3 separate regions of the Mus musculus genome follow, and all the other regions are linked to region 3. A link is a contact called in public Hi-C and promoter capture Hi-C data. All regions are on one chromosome and are shown on one strand. The core of a region is the stretch at or near the end of the contact, and the rest is flanking DNA. Distances in the headings are between cores, read along the strand shown.

Evidence for each region. A called contact is a pair of places that touch in the nucleus more often than the background predicts. Capture Hi-C pulls out chosen DNA fragments and counts their contacts.
Region 1: a contact with region 3 is called in a Hi-C map of CD8 T cells, with 4 times the contacts expected there. The contact joins the promoter of Mob3a here to the promoter of Midn in region 3. A contact is called at or near these places in 3 of 39 promoter capture datasets (embryonic stem cells, liver and pre-B cells), 7 of 484 Hi-C or Micro-C datasets (CD4 T cells, CD8 T cells, the N1E-115 cell line and 4 more) and 1 of 9 other capture datasets (liver).
Region 2: a promoter capture Hi-C map of liver shows a contact between it and region 3, with 2.1 times the contacts expected there. The contact joins the promoter of Ap3d1 here to the promoter of Midn in region 3. A contact is called at or near these places in 1 of 39 promoter capture datasets (pre-B cells), 2 of 484 Hi-C or Micro-C datasets (cortical neurons and embryonic stem cells), 1 of 115 datasets of contacts at active chromatin or transcription factors (pancreatic cancer cells) and 2 of 9 other capture datasets (liver and pancreatic islet).

The regions. Positions count from the first base shown.
Region 1 is chr10:80,700,418-80,703,117 of GRCm38.p6, forward strand. Mob3a (MOB kinase activator 3A) reads right to left here and starts at 1,403. Exons shown (of 4, transcript NM_172457.2): 1 at 1,380-1,403. Izumo4 (IZUMO family member 4) reads left to right here and starts at 2,276. Exons shown (of 10, transcript NM_027829.3): 1 at 2,276-2,542; 2 at 2,632-2,700. The coding sequence starts at 2,299.
Region 2 is chr10:80,740,832-80,743,531 of GRCm38.p6, forward strand. It overlaps Ap3d1 (adaptor-related protein complex 3, delta 1 subunit), which reads right to left and starts at 1,444. Exons shown (of 31, transcript NM_007460.2): 1 at 1,065-1,444. The coding sequence starts at 1,160.
Region 3 is chr10:80,146,888-80,149,587 of GRCm38.p6, forward strand. Midn (midnolin) reads left to right here and starts at 1,385. Exons shown (of 9, transcript NM_021565.2): 1 at 1,385-1,462.

The DNA of each region.
Region 1 (2,700 bases), core at 153-2,652, 550 kb after region 3:
TGCTCCTGAGCCCTCACTGGGGGAATTCTAGGCGGGGCTCCACCCTGATTACACCCCCAGCCCTGTTGCTCTTTTTTTTTAAGATTTATTTTATATATGTGAGTACACTGTTGCTGTCTTTATACACACCAGAAGAGGGCATCAGATCCCATTACAGATGGTTGTGAGCCACCATGTGGTTGCTGGGAATTGAATTCAGGACCTCAGGAAGAGCACTAGCCCCCTTTTGCTCTTTTTGAGGTGAGATTTCACTAAGTGTCCCAGGCTGCCCTTGAACTTAAATGGCACTGGAATGGATCAAGATGGAGAAAGGACAGACATCAAGAAGCCCCAGGGGTGGAACTCTCTAGCCTTGTCACCTCTGCTGTTCACTGAGTTCTAAAAACAAGCCCAGGACAGGGGCGGTTAAAACCTGGTTTTCGGAAGTTCTCAGGTTATCTGCTTCTGCCTTTGTCAATGGTTAAGTCTGTGGTCTCTTTTGCATCCTGCTGCCTCCAGCTAGCACCTCTCTGAAGCCCCATCACTTACAGAGCTAGTAACCACTTCCTCCATGCTGAAGGAAGAGCTGGCTGACCTGAGAGTCCTACCTAACTGTCCCCTGACACTCCCACCCCTAGTTCCTGAGCTCCCAACTCTGCATAACGGTAGCAAATCAGAAACCAAAGTTACAAGGATACACGTGGAGCTCTGGAATAATAATTGCCCTGCCTTAACACTATGCCAACCTCTACTTGACTGTAGGCACTTTATTCTATGGAGCCTAGGGAAGGGGTGGAGGCAGGAGGGAAGAGAAAAGGCAAAGTTATTGGCGCAGACCTTTAATCTCAGCGTTCAGGAGGCACAGGCAGGGTGATCTCGCTGAGTTCCAGGATAGCCTGGGCTAAATATAAAAGGAAAGAATTAAAGAAAAGAAAAGAAAAGAAAAGAAAAAAGAAAAAGAAACTGCGGCCAAAGTTAACTTTCTGTGATCTGTTTTTGAGTCTCTCCATCCAGCCTTTCAATGGCTTATTTAGGGGAGGCCGAGGAGTGCTGAAGAGGCAGAAGTAGGGATAGAACCCAGGGCTTTCTACACACAAGGCAAATGCTTCACTCCAGAGCAAGAGCCCAGACCTTCAATGAAGTTTAACAGAAACGTGATCATTTCAAACAAATGAGTCAGCGGAGATGGGAAGGAGGATCCTATCCAGCCGCTGGAGGCTAGCCTGTGCTATCTAGGACCTCAAATATTAAACACGCTTTTGATCCATGACGCTTCCTTTCTCCCTCCTTTTGACAGATCCAGGTCCCCAGCGCCCACTCTGGGCCGGTCGCTGGACACTGTCACCCTGAGGGATGAAGTCCCGCTGCCCGCCGCCCGCCTTGGCCCTCGGAGGACCCACCTGGCTGTCCGGAACCGTCTCTCGCTTCGCCCAGTCTCCGGCCGCGCCCGCAGAGGGACACGCCCGCGGAGGGACACGCCGCACGCCCCGCCCAGGCCGCGCCCGCCAGCCGGATTTACTTCCCTTAAAGGGAAGCAGCCCGGATGGAGGTGTGGCGCCCGAGTTCGGAGGATCACGGTGTGAAAGGCAGGCGGCACTCCGCGCCCCTGGAGACCAGGACGGGCGCTGCTAATTGGCTGTAGTGGAGCGGATGAGGGGCGGGACGAGCCCTCCCTCGCTGGCTCGGGAACTGGCGCCAGCCCAAAGCGCATGCGTAAGGCGCTGTGGATGGGGTGGAGCCTGGGGACAGACTGGCATTACCAGTTGCCAATTGTAACTGGAGAGATTCAGTTACACTCTCCTGGGGAGATCCAGTAGAGCCAGCCCTGGGACAGAAGTCCGGATGGCGGTGGGGTGGGTGTGGTGACAGGCTAGAAAGGGGTGGAGCCATCCGTGGGCGGTACCAGGCCTGTAGGCGGAACCAGGCCTGGGACAGGAGTCTAATCGGGGCCTGGCCAGGTAGGGGCGGAGCCATCCGTGGGCAGGCGCTGTCTTTTTTTTTTTTTTCGAGACAGGGTTTCTCTGTGTAGTCCTGGCTGTCCTGGAACTCACTTTGTAGACCAGGTTGGCCTCGAACTCAGAAATTCGCCTGCCTCTGCCTCCCAAGTGCTGGGATTAAAGGCTTGCGCCATCAGGCCCGGTGGGCGGGACATGTCTAAGCGGGGCGGGACCAGAGTTGGAAGCATGATCAGGCCCGGGCAGGGGATGGCGCGGCCAGGGTCCACAGCGCGAGCTGTTGGTTGGTGCGGCGTGGCAGGGCGTGGCGCGGGAGGCACCGTTGGTTGGTGCGCGGCTGGAGGGTGCGGCGCTGGCGGCGCCGATGTTTGGGCAAGGCAGGCTGGGCCAGGCCATGGCCCTGCTGTTGTTTCTGGGCATGACAGCGGCGCTGGCCCGGGGCTGCCTGCAGTGCGACCCCAATTTCGCGGAGAAGTTCTCCTTCTATCGTCACCACGTGAACCTCAAGTCGTGGTGGGTGGGTGACATTCCTGTGTCGGGGATGCTGCTCTCCGATTGGATCCAGAACACGATGAAGGAGCTCCATCTGGCCATTCCTGCTGAGATCAGTGAGCGGCGGAACCCATTCCAGGGTCAGAAGAGCAGCAGGGAACCGGGCAGGGCCACTCATTTGCTTGCTTTTTCCTCCTGCCCTTAGCCCGGAAGAAGCTATATCAAGTAGCAGAAGCCGTGTACCAGAGGATGGACCAGCTGTACCAGGGGAAGA
Region 2 (2,700 bases), core at 194-2,693, 590 kb after region 3:
CCTGTCCCCAGGGTCCTAGAACAGCTGCCCAGGGAACATTCTCTGTACGGGAAGGCAAGAAGGGAATGTGGAAGCCCTCTTGAGAGCAAAGAGGGCCACAGTACAAAGGAAATATCACATAGGGCAGTCCACACCCAGCAAAACGCAGGCCAACCAGCTATTTCAACTGAAGTAACAGCCAGGGAGAGCAGGGAGGGTACAAACCACACCAGGTAGGGTAGAAGGGAAGAGGGCTACAGAGAAATGACTGTCCCAGCTAGGGACAGGCACCCTCTTTCAGCATGGCCTTCCAGCCCAGGAGGAGGCCTGCGTCTTTCCACTGAGCCAGGCACTAAGTAGTCACTCTATCACTTCTTCCTTAATCTAGGTCACAGGCTGTGGGGAGGAAAGGAAGCAGCGCTTGTAGTCTCAGTGTAACTTCTGGAAAAATCGCTTCCACACCCTGACTTCTGCCTTCTTTGAGCTTCCAGTTTTGAAGTCAGGCTTCCCCATTCCAAGATGCCCCTAGGTCCTGCACACACTAATAGTTCAGGGGATCTGGGGCAGGAAAACCTGGCAGGGTTCCCAAGGAAGCCCAAGACAGCCACCCGGGCCTGTGCTTTCCTGACAAGGGGATTTCTCCATGGGAGACACGTAGACCTATGACAGGATTTTTCTGTGAGGGTCCCCGATTCCTCCATATGGGATCCAGAAACTAGCTCAAGTGGGGGAACCTTTGCCTAAGTAAGTCTTCTTCAAGAAGGTAAACTCAGGCTCTAGCAGTGGCATCCAACTTCAAGACCTAAAACGCTGAGGCCTTTAGGGCAAGGACTGCTCCAAGTGGACAATTTGGAGGTTCAGGGAGTGGCCCCTAGTTACAACAGACGAGACACCTGAGCCATTTTGGACAGCGCCTGTTTCAAGCTGCTGGGGGTAAACTGAGGCCAGGGGAAGGAGAGGCTGTGCAGAGCCGCAGCTCTGGAACAGGCAGGACGGGAAAGGCGATGGGGTCGAGGAAGACGGCTCCACGGCGGGCCAGAGGCAATGGGGGGAAAGCCCGGCAGCCCCGCTCCGCGCCGGCTCACCTCGTCCTCCTTGTGGTTGCGGATGCCGCGGACCAGATCCTGCAGGTTCTTATCGAACATGCGGTCGATACTGCCCTTGACCATCTTGAGGGCCATCGCGGCGGCCCGTGGGCTGCGGCCTCCGAGGGAAACGCCGCTGCCGCGGCCCTAGAAGGTGCGGGGACCCGGCGACCGCACCTCAGGCAACCGCCCCGCTGTGTTTCCGGCCGCCGCGGAGGGGACGCCGTGGAGGCCAGAGCGACGGCTGTAGCCGGAGAGCAGTCTGAGGAGAAGGGGTAGCCAGTAAGCCCGCCCCCCCCAGCTTCCACAGACCCTTCCCAGCTTAGGGCCGCTGCAAATGGCGGCCAAGATGGCGGTGGGTCAGCTGACGGAGAGCCTCAGCCTCCCGGAAGCCCCGCCTCACCGAAAAGCCCAGCCCCACATTGCAGTTTCCTTGACAACCACACGCCACCCAATAGGAAAGCAGACACCACCCTTTGACGCCTAGCAGCCCACCCCTTCCTCTGCAATGCCTTGCAGCCTCATTGGTGAACAAGAACTCCACAGACGTCCTAACCACGCCCCTAAGGGAAAATCGAGAGCAGGTCTCCCCACTCGCTAAATGACAGCAGTGGGCGTGGTCTTATCTGGTGTGGGCGTGGCTAGAGGAGGGCGGAGCTCCACGTGGAGCTTTTTCTGCAAGGTCCTGGCCAAATATATCCAGCCCAGCCTTTTCTGAATTTAAGTGGTGACTTGGGAATCAGTGTCAGGAGTCAATCACACCAGCAATCCAACCGGCCGGCCTGTGAAACCCTGTCTGTAAAACCAGCACAAGGCTTGGATGGTGGACACCATACAGGAGAAACTGTGGTGGGCAAGTGACTTTGCTGGAGATGGTCCACCGTTTTGCACAGCTGTGATGCATGTTCCTAGAGAGGCACTGCCCCCCGGAGGCGTTCGTCTCTGGATTACTTCTTGGTGCTGCAGTGCCTCCTCATGTTTTTCATTGTTATATGCCTCCCATATCTAGTACGATGTGAATGGGCACCAGGAGACCCTCACTGCCTAGAGTCTGCTGTGGTTGCTTATTGGGAGACAGCCCACTCGATTGGGCAAGTCTCCTGCAGATTAATATAAAGATGAACTTTCATAAAATAGATGAATTAATGATTTTATAGAATTTCTTATTTGATTAAAATAGTTTTAAGATGTTAGGGTAGGTGATAGAAAGTTTAAGGAGGGGCTGGTGAGATGGCTCAGTGGGTAAGAGCACCCGACTGCTCTTCCGAAGGTCCAGAGTTCAAATCCCAGCAATCACATGGTGGCTCACAACCATCCGTAAAGGAGATCTGACTCCCTCTTCTGGAGTGTCTGAAGACAGCTACAATATATTTCCATATAATAAATAAATACATCTTAAAAAAAAAAAAAGAAAGTTTAAGGAGATGGTTTAGATTGTTTTGCCAGAAAGATATAGTAAAGTTAGCATTAAGCATAGAATGTGTCCCCTCCTTTGGCTGCAAACGTTAAATAAGGAACACAGTGAGCTTTCGTGTGTTACAAGCATGTAATTGTACTTGAAAGACAAAATAGGCTTGGGACTAATTTTTTTTTTTTTGGTGCACAAACACTTTTATTTATTTATTTATTTACTTAT
Region 3 (2,700 bases), core at 135-2,634:
TAGGGCGGGACTGAGAACCTGGAGGTTGGGACCTTCCTGGAGGGCAGGGCCTGGACAGATTACTGAGTCTTGGGCTTCATGCTAAGGACAAAGGACCACACAGGAAGAAGAGACAGGAAGCAGGCAGTCTGGGCACCCTGCATTTATTACAGTGGCTTTCAGTCTGAATGGTGTCAGAGCCAGCCCACCTCACCTATCCCTTCCCTGAGGTCCCTCCAGAGGCAAACCCTGCCTCTGACCTCCACACTGCGCAGCTTCAGTTTGTACTTCTGAACAAACTCCTGCTCATCCCTCAAAGTCTCTGGGCCTCCAAGTGTTCTCTGGCCTGACCATGACCCTGGGAGACTGGGAGTGTCTGGCACGCCTGTCTGCTTGGGGGCCCAGCATGCCTGTCCAGAATGATCAGCCAGAGAGGAAGGTGACCTAGGAAGGAACTGGCCTGGGAGGGGCACCCAGGGTGGTGGTGGTGCTCAGACCAGATAAGTGCAAGAGACCGCATACGTGGACAGGAGATGGAAGGTTAGGGAAGTGATGGAGGGTCTGGCCACGCTCAAATGACAAAGGGCTGGCTCCTTGGTCCATAGGTGGGTGAGTGAGTATCCACCCCAAAGGCCAGGGCCAGGGCCAGTATGTGCCGATGCATCTGTGCTGTGAGAACAGATCACACATGCCAGGCTGCAGAAGGCCTTCCTTTGCTTGTCTGGTACTTTGTAATTAACCCAGAGGGGCCTGGAGATACAGACACATTCAGCCAAGCCCACTGATGACCTGAGCTGACTTCTGGGACCCATATGCTGGAGTGAGAACCAACTATGCTATGGTGTAGGGTGCATTAGGGACTGGGCTACTCAGAGGTCACACAGGTGACTGGCCTAGGCAAGGCCAGGGATGGATGAATCGTCACAGAAATGGCCTCTGAGGTCATCGTTAAAGGATGAGGAGGCTAGGCAGCTGTCAGGGGCACCTACTGCCTAGCAGGTGACACTACCCTGTTTTCCTGGACCTAGGCTGCTGACTAAGGAACCCCTTCCCGTTCCGCCCCCCCCTTCCACACGCGGGCGCCCCCAGGCGGAAGCACCAGGCCAACAGGAAAGGGGGCGGAGCAGGGAAGCAGGCCAAACACCCCCCCAATCCTAATGTGAGGTGAACCCCAGTACATGGGGAGGTAGGAGTTACCCAGGTCGGTGACACCCCTGAGGCACTGCTCTGTGGGTGCTGCGAAGCCCTAGGGCCGGTGTCCCTGTCCAGGCCAGCAGGCGGTGGGGTGGGGTGGGGGGGTTAGGGAATGCGTCACCATTGCCCGGCCCCCCGCCCCTTGCCCGCCCAAACTCCACCCCAGGGAAGGCGGCGCGGATAAAGGCTCAGGGGCCGCCCGCCCGGCCCCAGACCGGCACGGCCACCTCTTGCCAGGACCCATACGCAGGTCATCTGGAGCAGTGGTGACCCAGGACCTACGGAGCCGGTGAGTAGGGGCGGGACCGCACGAAACGGAGAGGGGCCCCCACCCGCCGTAAACTTCTCAGGCTGTCCCACTCTTTGTTCTTTGAATCGTCCGCACCTAGTGTGCCTCAGGACCCGGAGCCCTCCAACTTGTGGGGTGGGAGGGGCTGCGCACTATGGGCACCGCCCTGGCGGGACTGCAGCTCACGCCCCCCAACCCCCCCCCCCCCCCCGCACTCAGCCAGTGACCTTGAACTGTTTGTAGACTCAGTTTCCCTTTATGTGCGGTCTTAAGTCTTCTCTGCATTGCTAAGTATAAAGGTTCTCAACGGACCCTCCCCACATGCAGACCCCCAATTCTTGGCGCACCCCTTCCCCAGCCAAGACGCACGGCACTCCTCCCCCGGGACTCGGGCAGCGCTCCCGGGCGGGGACTGCAGAGGGCGCGCCGGGGCTGCTGACTCACCGCTGCCCGAAGCGGGGCGCGCGCGGGCGCAGCCGGGGACGCCGCATCACGTCACGGCTTGGGCGGGCACACCTCGGGAAACGGGCCGACCCGGGATTGGGAGGGGGGGAAGTCAGAAAAAAAAAAACTGAGGGTGAGTTAGGTTAGGACGCGAAGTGGCACTGGTTCGGGAGGGACGGATCTAATCAAAGCCACGTCACCGAGCTGCAGGGCCCTGCCCAAGCTGTGGGTTCCGCCCAAGTTCTCCAATATCATTGCATCCACCCACCCACGGGGGCGGAAGACAGCCCTGTCCTTGAGAGGCCAGCTCGCGACCCTTGACCATGAGGCTCAGGGCTCAAGCGACAGCTTCCGCAGGCTGTAGCTTCCCGGACAGACCCAGCGGGGAGGCGCCACGATTTCCTGTTCCTTATTCGGGAACAATGGCCGGCTCCTAGCCTTTTCTCCCGACCGCTCCCGTTGCGGACTGAAGGGGTTAGGCTCGCGCAGAGGGGCGGGGAGGGGGGGTGCTAAGTCCTAAAACTCGGGTCCGCTACCCTCAGGGCCCGCCCGCCCTTTGTTAAGGTCTTTGGGCCTTATGAATGGCTCTGGGAGCGGGTGGGGGGTCGCGGGGGCTGGTCAGGATCGGCCTCAGCCCAACCCTCTTGGCATCTCCATTGGACGCAGAAGGGACGGGGCGGAGAGAAAGGGAGGGTCTCGCTGCCACGTGGGGTAGCCCCGCGGCGATTCTCATTGGCCCGGTAGCGCGACGGACTGGGCGGTCTGTGTGTTTTGATTGGCCGCCGCCAGGCCGG